2 separate regions of the Oncorhynchus kisutch genome follow, and region 2 is linked to region 1. The links are chromatin contacts, called in public Hi-C maps. All regions are on one chromosome and are shown on one strand. The core of a region is the stretch at or near the end of the contact, and the rest is flanking DNA. Distances in the headings are between cores, read along the strand shown.

Region 1 (6,248 bases), core at 464-2,963:
GGCTGGGCCATTCAAGGACATTCAGAGACTTGTCCCGAAGCCACTTCTGCGTTGTCTTGGCTGTGTGTTTAGGGTCGATGTCCTGTTGGAAGGTGAACCTTCACCCCAGTCTGTGGTCCTGGGCGCGTTGGAGCAGGTTTTCATCAAGGATCTCTCTGTACTTTGCTCCGTTCATCTTTCCCTCAATCCTGAACTAGTCTCTGCCAATGAACGACATCCTCACACCTTGATGCTGCCACCACCATGCTTCACTGTAGGGATGGTGCCAGGTTTCCTCCAGACGTGACGCTTGGCATTCAGGCCAAGGAGTTCAATCTTGGTTTCATCAGACAAGAAAATGTGTTTCTCCTGGTCTGAGAGTCTTTAAGTGCCTTTTGGCAAACTCCAAGCGGTCTGTCATGTGCCTTTTACTAAGGAGTGGCTTCCGTCTGGCCACTCTATCATAAAGGCCTGATTGGTGAAGTGCTGCGGAGATGGTTGTCCTTCTGGAAGTTTCTCCACAGAGAAACTCTGGAGCTCTGTCAGAGTGACCATCAGGTTCTTGGTCACCTCCCTGACCAAGGCCCTTATCCATCGATTGCTCAGTTTGGCAGGGCTGCCAGCTCTAGGAAGTCTTGATGGTACTGTTCTTCCACTTAAGAATGAAGGAGGCCACTGTGTTCTTGGGGACCTTCAAGGCCGCCGAAATGTTTTGGTACCCTTCCCTAGATCTGTGCCTCGACACAATCCTGTCTTGGAGCTCTACAAACAATTCCTTCAAACTCATGGCTTGGTTTTTGCTCTGACATGCACTGTCAACTGTGGGACCTTTAATCGACCGGCGTGTGCCTTTCCAAATCATGTCTAATCAATCAAATGTACCACATGTGGACTCCAATCAAGTTGTAGAAACATCCCAAGGATGATCAATGGAAACCGGATGCATCTGAGTTCAATTTCGAGTCTCGTAGCAAAGGGTCTGAATAAGGTATTTATGTTTTTAATGTTTTTGTACATTTGCAAAAATGTCAAAAAATCCCTTTTGGCTTCATCATTATGGCTTATTGAGTGTAGATGGGTGAAGATTTTTATTTATTTAATACATTTTAGAATAAGGCTGTAAAGTAACAAAAGGTGGAAAAAGTCAACTTGTCAGCCTTATTCAAGTTGTTCAGCATTATTCAATGACACTAATATAAAGTGATGAGTGACCCGCGCGCATGCGCGCAAGAGAGAGAGACAATGGTCCTTTACCTGCATGAAAGGGACAGCGCTCAGTCCACTGCCAACACTCAAAGAGACCAAGCTCGTTCTGGTAACATCTCTCAAACGCACGAGCCTATGGCGCAAGGGTTTCCTACTGTTGAGGACACTCGCTGCTGTGCTCCTGCAAGGTAATGAGTAAACAACAACACCGATATTAGCAAGCTATAGTGATTACACCAATTCGATATTTATCTAAGACGAAACATGTTCTGTTTGCGTACGAATACAATGCATTAGGGTGCAATGATGCAGTTGTTATTATGAAGATATTTACCTGAAGAAATTGAGACATGCAATGCTTCTTCTGAGCGCGGCCATATTGGTCAGGAGCAAAAGGAAGTCCGTCCCCCAGTAGCACAAACAGAGCATTGTCTAATAGCGTGCATTTTACTTGTAATGTCGTTTCTTACTCTTCAACTAAAATAAATTATATGAGGTTACTTTTGTGATGTATTAAAGTCTCAATAAATAATTTAAAATTTACCAGAATTCTTTACGACAAAAAGTAAGTCTCTGTCGTCACCTAGTGGTAAAATAGGCTCAAGTTTGTATGTTGTGTTTCTGCTGTAGTATTGTATTCCTTTGCTCAACTATGATATATTGTGACAATGAACATTATACTGGTTTTCAAAAGCCAGAGATAATGGTTAAACATATAGGCTGGAATACTATAAGGAGAGTCATCTTGTTTGTGTTTGAGATATTTTCTAATTTGCTAAATTAAATTGAAATGCCCTTTTGGTCTTATTCTGGTAATAATTTTTCAATAGTTTGATCTACACACATCATAGATCAAACTATTGATAAATGATGTGACTACACTCAACAATAATAGTAAGAAACTGTATTATGAATAAATAATGATGGAAAACATTTTTTTTGTGCTTTAAAGGTAATTATGGGCAGAAAGACAAACCATTTGATGTTGCCAATTATTTTAATGATTTCTTCATTGACAAAGTTGGCAAACTTAGGCAGGAAATGCCATCAACGAACAGTGAGCCATCCATATTCCTATCTGTCATATCTATTTATTTATTTTTACCCCATTTTTCACCAATTTAGTGATATCCAATTGCGATCCAATTACGATCTTGTCTCATCGCTGCAACTCCCCAACAGGCTCAGGAGAGGAGAAGGTCGAGTCGTGGGTTCTCCGAAACATGACACACCAAACCACGCTTCTTTTTCATTTTTTTTAACCCCTCCACCACCCCCTTCTTCAGAGGACAAATATCTTAGTTTTTTTACATCTTTTTTACTACATATAAATACATTTTAAATATGAGCTTTTCATAATAATCTACTGGAGAACCATTTTGGGTTTAAGAATCATTTATGTATGAGTGAAGCTTTTAGTGAGAGGTTTAAAGCTTTAATGTTGAATAATTTAGGCCCCTCATATTCATTATATATATAGGCACGTTTAATTTTGTCTGGTTTAGCATTCCAAATCAAATGAAATATTTTTTGCTCATATGATTTAAAAAACAGGTAAATCTGGAGTAGAGAGTGCCTACTGTAAGTAAACTGTGATAAGACCAAAGACTTTCTATAAATAGACAAGTATTTACCTCTCCATGGTTGCAGAATCTTATCTATTTTTGCTAACTTTCTATTGAAATGAATTGTGGTAAGTTCATTTATATTTTTTAAGATGTGAATACCAAGTATATCTACTTAACCATCCACCCATTTTAATGGTAAACTACAAGGTAGTGTAAACACTATTTTTGTAACGATCCAATGCGGTTCACTTGTCATAATTAGGTTTTAATCCAGAGAGGTTAGAAAAGTTATCAAGATCTTCAATGAGACAGTGCAGGGATCCAGATTGCGTACTTAAAAACTAGAGTTATCAGTATACACTGACACTTTTGTTTTTATCCCCTGGATTTCTAAATATGTAACAGGAACCACAGCTGCTAAGAAAATGATTGTACAAAGGTGGATTCCACCTCATCAGTTACATTGCGACAATGGCTGCTCACATTTAAGGGAATTGTATTTATGGAGCTCTCCACGGCCATGATCTACAGGGCCAAGGTGTCCACTCTGGACACATGGAAAAAAGCAGTAGTGGACATTTCTGAACTCTTAACCAATGGGCCTTTACACCTTTACATCCATGAATGTGTATCAATAATTTTTCACTATTTCTGAGACTATATGATGTATTGTTCAGTAGATGAACTATGTAATATTTATGTTTTTCTCATTATTTATTTTACATGCTATCAGATTGCTGGTGGGGGGGTGGGGTTAAAAAATCTATTAATAAAATGTATTGCATGAATCCTATGAATTGAAATAATAAAAACTACAAGGCTATAAACGGGCAGGAAACCATGTGCCCAGAGGCTGCTTTTCTGGTTGCCTGTGATTTTAATTCCACGTCACTAAGACTAGGGGTGATAAAGTCCTAGAGCGCTGTTACTCTCCCCACAAGCAAGCATACAACGCTCTACCTCATCGCCCCTTCGGCAAATCAGATCATGACTCTATACTCCTGCTTCCTGTCTACAAGCAGAAGCTCAAACAGGAAGTACCCATGACGCACTCCGTAGAGAAATGGTACTCCGAATTGCCAACAGCAGTCCTGTAGGCAATGCTACAGGACTGCTTTGCTAGCGCAGACTGGAATATGTTCTGGGACTCCACCGATATCATCCACAAGCTAACTACCGCTGTCACAGGCTTCATTAGGAATTGCATAACTGACATTGTCCCCACAGTGAAGGTTCGCTGCTTTCCCAATCAAAACCCCGGATTAACACATAGGTTGGCGCTACTAAACTAAAGGACAGGGCTATCGCACACAGGGCTATCGCAGCCAACCCAGAGGCTACAGCTGAGGACACAAACAAGTACAATAAGTCCTTCTATGACCTCCACAGAGCCATCAAACAAGCAAAAGGGAAATATAGCAACAAGGTGGAATCTGATTACACAGGCTCCGCCGCCGGTCACATGTGGCAGGGGCTACAGTCCATTACGGATAACAAAGGAAAACCCAGATGTGATCTGTCCAAAGATGCCTCTCTACCAGACAAACACAATGCATTTTACGCACACCTTGACAGAATATCACGAGGCCGCCCATCGACCCAGAGGACTGGGTGATCTAGTACTCCGAGGCTGACTTGAGTAAAAAATTTAATCAGGTCAACACTTGCAAGGCCGTAGGGTCGGACGGGATTCCAGGCCACATTCTTAGAGCATGCGCAGAACAGCTGGCAGGCATGTTCATGGTCACTTTCAACCTCTCCTTGTCCCAGTCTGTAATCCCCATGTCTCAAGCTGACCACCATCATTCCTGTTCCCAAAACTCTAAGGCTACCTTCCACAATGTCTACTTCCCTGTAGCACTCACATCTGTAATCATAAAGTGCTTTGAAAGGCTGCTTATGGCACACATAAACTCCATCATCCCAGACACCCTAGACAAGGGATGGGCATCTCCAGTCCTCGGGGGGCTGATTGGTGTCACACTTTTTCTCCAGCTGATACATCTGACTCCAATAATAAACTAATCACGATCTTCAGTTTAGAATGCAACTAATTTAATCAGCTGTGTTTGCTAAGGATGTTGAAAAAGTGTGACATCACTCTGGCCCCGGAGTACTGGAGTTGCCCATTCCTGGTCTAGACCCACTCCAATTTGCATACCGCCCAACAGATCCATAGACAACACAATCTAAATTGCACTCTACACTGGCCTCATCCACCTAGATAAGAGGAGTACCTATTTAAGAATAATGTTCATTGACTACAGCTCAGTGTTCAACACCATAGTCTCCTCCAAGCTCATCACCAAGCTTGAGACCCTGGGACTGAACATCTCCCTCTGCAACTGGATCCTGGACTTCCTGACGGGCTGACGTGATGAGAGTAAGCAACATCACCTCTGCCAGCTGACCCTGAACACTGGGGCCCCACAGTGGTGTGTGCTTAGTCCCCTCCTGTACGCACGACTCCAACATCATCATCAAGTTTGCTGACGACAGGTCAGTGGTAGGCCTGATCACCGGCGATGATGATACAGCCTACAGGGGGGAGGTCAGTGACCTGGCAGTATGGTGCCAGGACAACAATCTCTACCTGAACATTAGTAAGACCAAGGAGCTGATGGTGTCCCGTCACCCACCACCCGCCAACCCCTCTTTTACGCTACTGCTACTCTCTGTTCATCATATATACATAGTCACTTTAACCACATCTACATGTACATACTACCTCAATCAGCCTGACTAACCGGTGTCTGTATGTAGCCTCGCTACTTTTATTGCCTCGCTACTGTATATAGCCTAGCTACTGTTCTTCACTGTCTTTTTACTGTTGTTTTTATTTCTTTACTTAACTATTGTTCACCTAATACCTCTTTTGCACTATTGGGTTAGAGCCTGAAAGTAAGCATTTCACTGTACGGTTGTATTATACCTGTTGTATTTGGCACAAGTGACAAATAAACTTTGATTTGATTTGGACTACAGGAAACGGGCGAGCATGCCCCCATCTAAATCGATGGGGCTGTAGTGGAGCTGGTCGAGAGATTCAAGTTCCTCTGTGTCCAAATCACTAAGGACTTCAAATGGTCCACACACACACAGTCGTGAAGAAGGGGAAAAAGAGCCTATTCCCCCTCAGGAGGTTGAAAATATTTTGCGTGGGCCCTCAAATCCCCAAAAAGGTCTGCAGCTCCACAATTGAGATCATCTTTACTGGCTGCATCACTGCTTGGTATGGCTTGTTATGGTAACTGCACCACCCTCGATCACATGGCGCCATATAGGGTGGTGCGAACAGCACAGTACATAACTTTGGCCGAGCTCCCTGCCATCCAGGACCCCTATATCAGGCAGTGTGAAAGGTAGGCCTGGAAAATTGTAGCTAAAATTGTACCTAACAAATAGATAACAAAATGGCTACACGGACTATCTGTACTGACTCTTTTATTTTATTAGTATTTTTGCACTGACTCTATGCACACTTACAGAACTCTA
Region 2 (6,688 bases), core at 4,176-6,675, 170 kb before region 1:
TATCATCTCCCAAGACCAGAAGTCCTTATATCGCTGCTCCTCACGATTAACAGGGAGAGTTAGCTCAGGTCTGACTCCTGACTCTGCCACTCTCTCCCTGAGCCCCCCCCCAATACATTTTTGGGGCTGCTTTTCGGGTTTCCTTGCCAACCGTGTTCCCTCGTATCGTCGGCTTTTATCTCCGGCTGCCTCTGCTCTCCTCAGTGCCTCCACCTGTTCCCATGGGAGGCGATCTCTTCCAGCCAGTATCTCCTCCCAAGTGTAACAACCTTTGCCATCCAATACGTCTTCCCATGTCCATTCCTCCTTTCGCTTTTCCTGTGGTCGCTGCCTGTAACCACGCCGCTCGGTCCGTGTGTGGTGGGTGATTCTGTAACGGCGTTCTTCGTTTGTCGAAAGAGAGTCGGACCGAAATGCAGCGTGGTGGTTACTCATGTCTTTAATGAAAAAAATGACGATACATGAAATAACTTAATAAATACAAAAAACAACAAACGGAACGTGGAACCTAATACAGCCTATCTGGTGAAACTACACAGAGACAGGAACAATCACCCACGAAATACAAAGTGAAACTCAGGCTACCTAAATACGGTTCCCAATCAGAGGCAACGAGAATCACCTGACTGCTGATTGAGAACCGCCTCAGGCAGCCAAGCCTATACAACACCCCTAATCAGCCGCGATCCCAAATACTACAAATCCCAATACGAATTACAACAACATAAACCCCTGTCACACCCTGGCCTGACCAAATATATAACAAAAACACAAAACACTAAGACCAAGGCGTGACAACGTCGTGACAAAACAAGTGCTCAGCATATGCGGGAACTCCTTCAAGACTGTTGGAAAAGCATTCCAGGTGAAGCTGGTTGAGAGAATGTCAAGAGTGTACAAAGCTGTCATCAAAGTAAAGAGTTGCTACTTTGATGAATCTCATATGAAATATATTTAGATTTGTTTAACACTTTTTTGGTTACTACATGATTCCATATATAGTTTTGATATCTTCAGTATTATTCTACAATGTAGAAAATAGTAAAAAAATTAAGAAAACCCCTTGAATGAGTAGGTGTGTCCAAACTTTTGATTGGTATGGTATATTGTCTCTACTGTATGTATGGGGAAAAAATATGGGGGAAACTTTGAGTATGAACAAAACCTCTTGTCTGTGACAGGTTATCAAGGTGGAATTGGATGTGCACACAAGTGAGATGGCTGGAGATATCCTTGTGTTTCTAACAGGTAAACCTAATGATAATCTCCAGAATATTAATGTAATGATTACAGGTTCTATTTTGTTTATAACAGGGCAGTCTGATATTGAGAAGGCCTGTGACATGTTGTATGCGAAGGCTTAATTCATAGACTACCGTTACGATTTGCAGGACCGTAAAGTGGAAGGGCTGCTGATCCTGCCCCTGTACAGATCTATGCTCACTGGTAAGATTTCCGGCACTGTCTGAGTACCCCTCACTGTGACATTCACGTATAGAAAAACAGATGGAGTTCCCTTTTACACACAAGTGGACACAGTTTAGCATGTCATTTGCTTGCTAAATCAAAATAATAAAGTCATGACATGACTGCATAGAGCTGTTTTTATCCATCACAAAATGCAAGGCCTCAAATTTCATGACTGTAATTTGCTCACTGCAGGTATATTGTTGACAGTGAGTTAGTGAAGCAACTCAACCATAACTCAAGGGTTATGGACATACTCGAAGTGGTTCTGATTTCAAAGTAAGTCCCGGAAGTCCCTGTTTGTCTGCTTCCTTTCGTTTTGTGCCTAATGAACAGAACTGTGATGTTGTAGGAGCGAGGACCTGCAGAGAGCAGGCCGAGCAGGGAGAACCTCCGCCGGGACTTACTACAGTCAGAAGTTCTGGGATAGGTGCATGCAAGAGTACACCGTTCCAGAGATCCAGAGGACCAGTCTCACCGCTGTTATCCTCACACTCAAGTGCCTGGAAGTTCATGATGTCATCAGGTAGGTACAACTCCACTTCCTCAAGTGCTCAGAGAAACCAGTGTCCGTTTTTCAAGACTGTGATAATACAATACAATCCAACAAGTCATTTGAGGCCATGGTTGCTTGGTCTGTCCCTCTTAAGGTTCCTTTACCTGGACCATCCAGAGGAGAGGTTCATCCTAGAAGCATTGAAATGGCTTTACCAATGTGACGCCATCGACAGGTGAGAGATATAGACATACTGTATATTCTATATATATCTGTCATTGCTTGTACAAATCTCCACCAGATACATCTACAACCACATAGGGATACAACTGCTGTTTTCACCATCAAGAACAGAGGGAACCTACTACATACAGTATTGGCAGTTCTTCATGACTATCACGACTCAATCTTTTGAATAGCTCTTGTTATCTCTTATTAATATCCCCCTCCCCTGTGTGGTGTCTGTAGGAGAGATAAAGTGACCCAGCTGGGTGAGCTGATGGTCGAATTCCCCCTGCCCCCAGGGCTGACCCGGGCCCTGCTCCAGGCTGTCTCCCTAGGCTTTGAGGAACCTCCTGCTGCCTGTAGCCACCATGCTGTCTGTGGAGAACATTTTCATCAGACCAGGTGGACAATAACGGCATGAGGCCTCGGTTTAGCCAATGAAGATGTGGTTATGTCAGAAATACACATGTATACATCATGGCCTTTACCGATTTATTCCATTGGATTTCAGTCAGACATAATCCCAAGTCATAGTTCTAATCTAAATGTTTGGCATTTCTCTCTCTGCAGGCCATCCAGAGAAGCAGAAGGAGGCAGATCAGAAGCACAGGCAGTTGGGAGTGCAGACGGGCAGCTGTAAGGACTTCACCATGTGGCTCAGTGTGTTTGAGAAGGACAAGGCCAGGTATACAAATATAACTCCTCTTGGTGTATTTAATAAGCTACATTAAATTCACTGCATTCATATTCATGAGTCTCCATCTAACGTGAGCTTGTTTTGCTGCCTACTTGTTGTGATGCCCCGTCAGCGTGATGTAAAGACAACTATATACACCGGAGGGCGCTAAAGTCAGCCTTCAGCGAGGAGACCCAGCTCAGAGAGTTCCTCCTACGAATACAACAGGTCAGTTTGTTGTTTGTTTATTTACTTATCTTATTCGTTTTTGTGTAGCTAAAACTATGATGTGAAGCTCTGAGCATGTATGTACAGATTTATAACCAGGGTATGTCCGTTGTTTCTAGAAGAGAGATTTCCCTATGGAGAAGTTTGATGGTAATAAGAGTGAGCTGTTCAGGAGATGCCTATGCACTGGTTACTTCACCAGGGGCGCTCAGAGATACACATGGCAAGAAGGTACGGCTTTTATCCCAGCAATGTTAAAAAGTCAAGAAAGATAACTGAAATGTTGTGGTTTTCTCTCAGGTCAGTTGGAAAGGTGTTTTGGACAATTTATGGGCACGGGTCCATGGTTCACATTCATCCATCATCAACGGTAAAGACTTCCAGGACTATATTCTGATCACTTCAGAACAATCCATTAAATCCCCAGAATGCATATTACACATCAATCCCCATCTCTCCTGCACGTTAACCTGACTCCCCCTCCCCTGTAGCTCTTTGACCAGGAGGACCAGCTGGACTGGTGATCTTCCATGATTCCTGTGCTCCATGAGGTGGATGTGTATGAGCTGAGCAGCGTGGCCAGAGAGGAGGTGGCCAAGTGGGAGACCAAGGAAGCAGCTAAAAGGCAAACAGGTGTTTGATGGGCTCTGGTGATCAAATCAACATCTAATCAAATCCAATTTTATTTGTCACATACACATGGTTAGCAGATGTTAATGTGAGTGTAGAGAAATGCTTGTGCTTCTAGTTCCAACAATCCAGCAATAACCAACGAGTAATCTAACCTAACAATTTCACAACAGCTACCTTATACACACAAGTGTAAAGGGATGAAAAATATGTACATAAAGATATATGAATGAGTGATGGTACAGAACGGCATAGGCAAGATGCAGTAGATAGTATCGAGTACAGTATATACATATGAGATGAGTAATGTAGGGTATGTAAACATTATATTAAGTGGCATTGTTTAAAGTGGCTAGTGATAAATGTATTACATAAAGATGGCAAGATGCAGTAGATGGTATAGGGTACAGTATATACATATGAGATGAGTAATGTAGGGTATCTAAACATTATATTAAGTGGCATTGTTTAAAGTGGCTAGTGATACATTTTTTACATCCATTGTTCCATTTATTAAAGTGGCTGGAGTTGAGTCAATATGTTGGCAGCAGCCACTCAATGTTAGTGGTGTCTGTTTAACAGTCTGATGGCCTTGTTTCTGTAGCTGCTCCTTTATTATATACAGTACAGGTCTCATAAAAACGTCTAATGGGGGCAAAGGTTTTTGAAATGGAAAACGTAATTGAGTATTCCTATTGGACAAGATAAGTTACTGTAGTGCCTTTTCTGATCAAGCCAGGCCCCAAGGTGATTTATATGCTTTGTATGCTTGTTTTGTTCTTCTAATAGTCATTATGTGTGTTTGGTTTATTCCAGAGGGGTCTGCTGAAGACGCATTCAAGAAACTGGAGAAACGGAACGATGAAAGCTCAGTGAACGATGCCCGTTCTCGCTACCTACAGAGAAAACAGGAGCGGCAACAAGGCAAAGCACACTTATCCTCAGGACACTTATCCTCAGGACACTTATCTTCAGGACACTTATCCTCGGGGGAAGAAGGACTCCGTTATTGGACTGACCAGGACAGAAGAATCTCCACTCAGGGGTTAAAAGTCTGACCGCCATAATAAACTGCACAGGCGATGTTCAAAACAATGTTTTACAACACAGGAGTCTGAGAGTTGAGGGTCAAACATTGTCCTTTGTAGCTCAGTTTGTAAAGCATGGTGCTTGTAATGCTAGGGTAATGGGTTCACTTCCTGGGACCACCCATGTGGAAAATGTATGTATGTATGACTGTAAGTCACTTTGGATAAAAGTGTCTGCTAAATATTATATTTAAATATACATTAATAATGGACTAGGTGGAGATAATGAATCCTAGTCATATCAAATGTCTAGTACTGAAGATGTTTTATGCTATGTTATCTTTTAGTGGTATATTTATTTTTTAGTTTCATACAGATCAACGTTTTTGTCATGAGAGTACATTTTGCCAGTGGAGGTCCCCATTCTCTTCTGGTCCTGGGACACTTACAGAATTACATACAGTTTGTCAATATGTCACCCAACAGTGTTGTCAAATCAGCACATTAGAAAACAGGAGAACAATCACAGGCACTTTATTTTGTACATCGCTGCCTTTTATAAAATAAAGGTTAATTTCGTAACTGCCATTGCTCCGTGATTTTATAAAACGTATTTTTGTGTCCTCCATTGGTAGTCATACAAACCAAATAAGACTCATGTCCCATCATCCTTTGCAGAGAGACTTGTGTCATTGACATGCGCTTGTTTTGGTCCGTCAATGTGCGAACCAAACGTGGCTTAACAGAAATTGGCAATATCCACAGATAAACTTGTAATTCTTCACATTTGATCGATTAAATTAAGTCCGTTAACATATCGTGTTGATAAGTCATCTGACAGGTGAGTGAAGTTGTCGTCGTTGTATTGGAATGAATGTTGCTAGCAGTTTGGACGTATGGCTGCTAAATACCATGTCTGATATAACGCTAGTTTGTTCAATCTAGAAGCAGGTTAGCGTTGATTTTATATTTTCTGGAATCTACTGCCAGTACCGAAAAGCATCACACTAATCTAGCAACCATTTATTCTAATACACGTGCGTTCTTTTTTTTACATGTTCACGTAATGAATTCCCGTTAGTTACAGCGCTGGTCAAGCATGTTCGCTGAGGAGGATGAGTGGAACGATGATCCAGAAGCCAAAGCTCTGACCAAGACGGTCATCAGCAGATTCAAACTGTCTGACAGCACCAATATCACGGTGAGCAGCCATCTCAATTTTGTTTATAATAAAATGTACCTATGTAGCTAGCAAGCCAGGCACAACTCACGTTGCCAGTGACCACATATTCCAATAGAGGGTTGAATTTTGGTTTTCCCATGGTATTTAATTTGACACCTCCATTCCCGGACAGACAAAATGTGTTGGGAAGAAGAGTTTGTTACTGACCCTCCAAACACTGGGGTCCGTACCAAACTGGAGCAAGAGCAATGGTGCCCCTTGGGAAGCAGGCAGTGACAGCGAAACAGAGGCCATACTGACACCACACACCAAGAGGAAGAAGAAAAGAGGACGCAAGAAAGTAGCTGTTTCAGGAGAAGAGACCGATAAGGACAGTGGAGATTTGTGTGCCGAGGAGACTGCAGTGCCTGTAGCTAAGAAGTCAATAAAAGCAAAGAAACCAATAAAATCAGGTGAGTTTCACAAGCACTGGCAACTAGCAACTGTCAATTGATTGTCTTAAGTTGAAGAGGTTTGAGGTTTTCTTTATTTCCTAGGGTTCAAAAAGGTAAAGAATAGAGAGTCCATTATGGGTGGTAGTAAACAAGGAAAAGCAGCAACAGATGCTGAGATTGAGAGATTAAACCGAAAGCAATGGAAAAACAAGACAAAGAACAAGAAGAAATGTAAAAACAAATACAAAATAAAAAATGGAGATAATACCACCCCCCCAAAAAACACAAAAGCAGAGACCACTGTGCAAAAGGATACAGAAG

What was found. Hi-C and Micro-C count contacts between places; a contact is called where the count stands out from the background.
Region 2: a contact with region 1 is called in a Hi-C map of liver, with 6 times the contacts expected there. The contact joins the promoter of LOC109875565 here to the promoter of LOC109909536 in region 1. A contact is called at or near these places in 2 of 2 Hi-C or Micro-C datasets (liver and muscle).

The regions. Positions count from the first base shown.
Region 1 is chrLG18:29,085,932-29,092,179 of Okis_V2, reverse strand. LOC109909536 (diablo homolog, mitochondrial-like) reads right to left here and starts at 1,713. Exons shown (of 6, transcript XM_020508552.2): 1 at 1,520-1,713; 2 at 1,234-1,366. The coding sequence starts at 1,614.
Region 2 is chrLG18:29,260,547-29,267,234 of Okis_V2, reverse strand. LOC109875565 (ribosomal RNA-processing protein 8) reads left to right here and starts at 5,425. Exons shown (of 8, transcript XM_020467918.2): 1 at 5,425-5,591; 2 at 5,832-5,951; 3 at 6,106-6,385; 4 at 6,470-6,688. The coding sequence starts at 5,850. It also overlaps the pseudogene LOC109875548.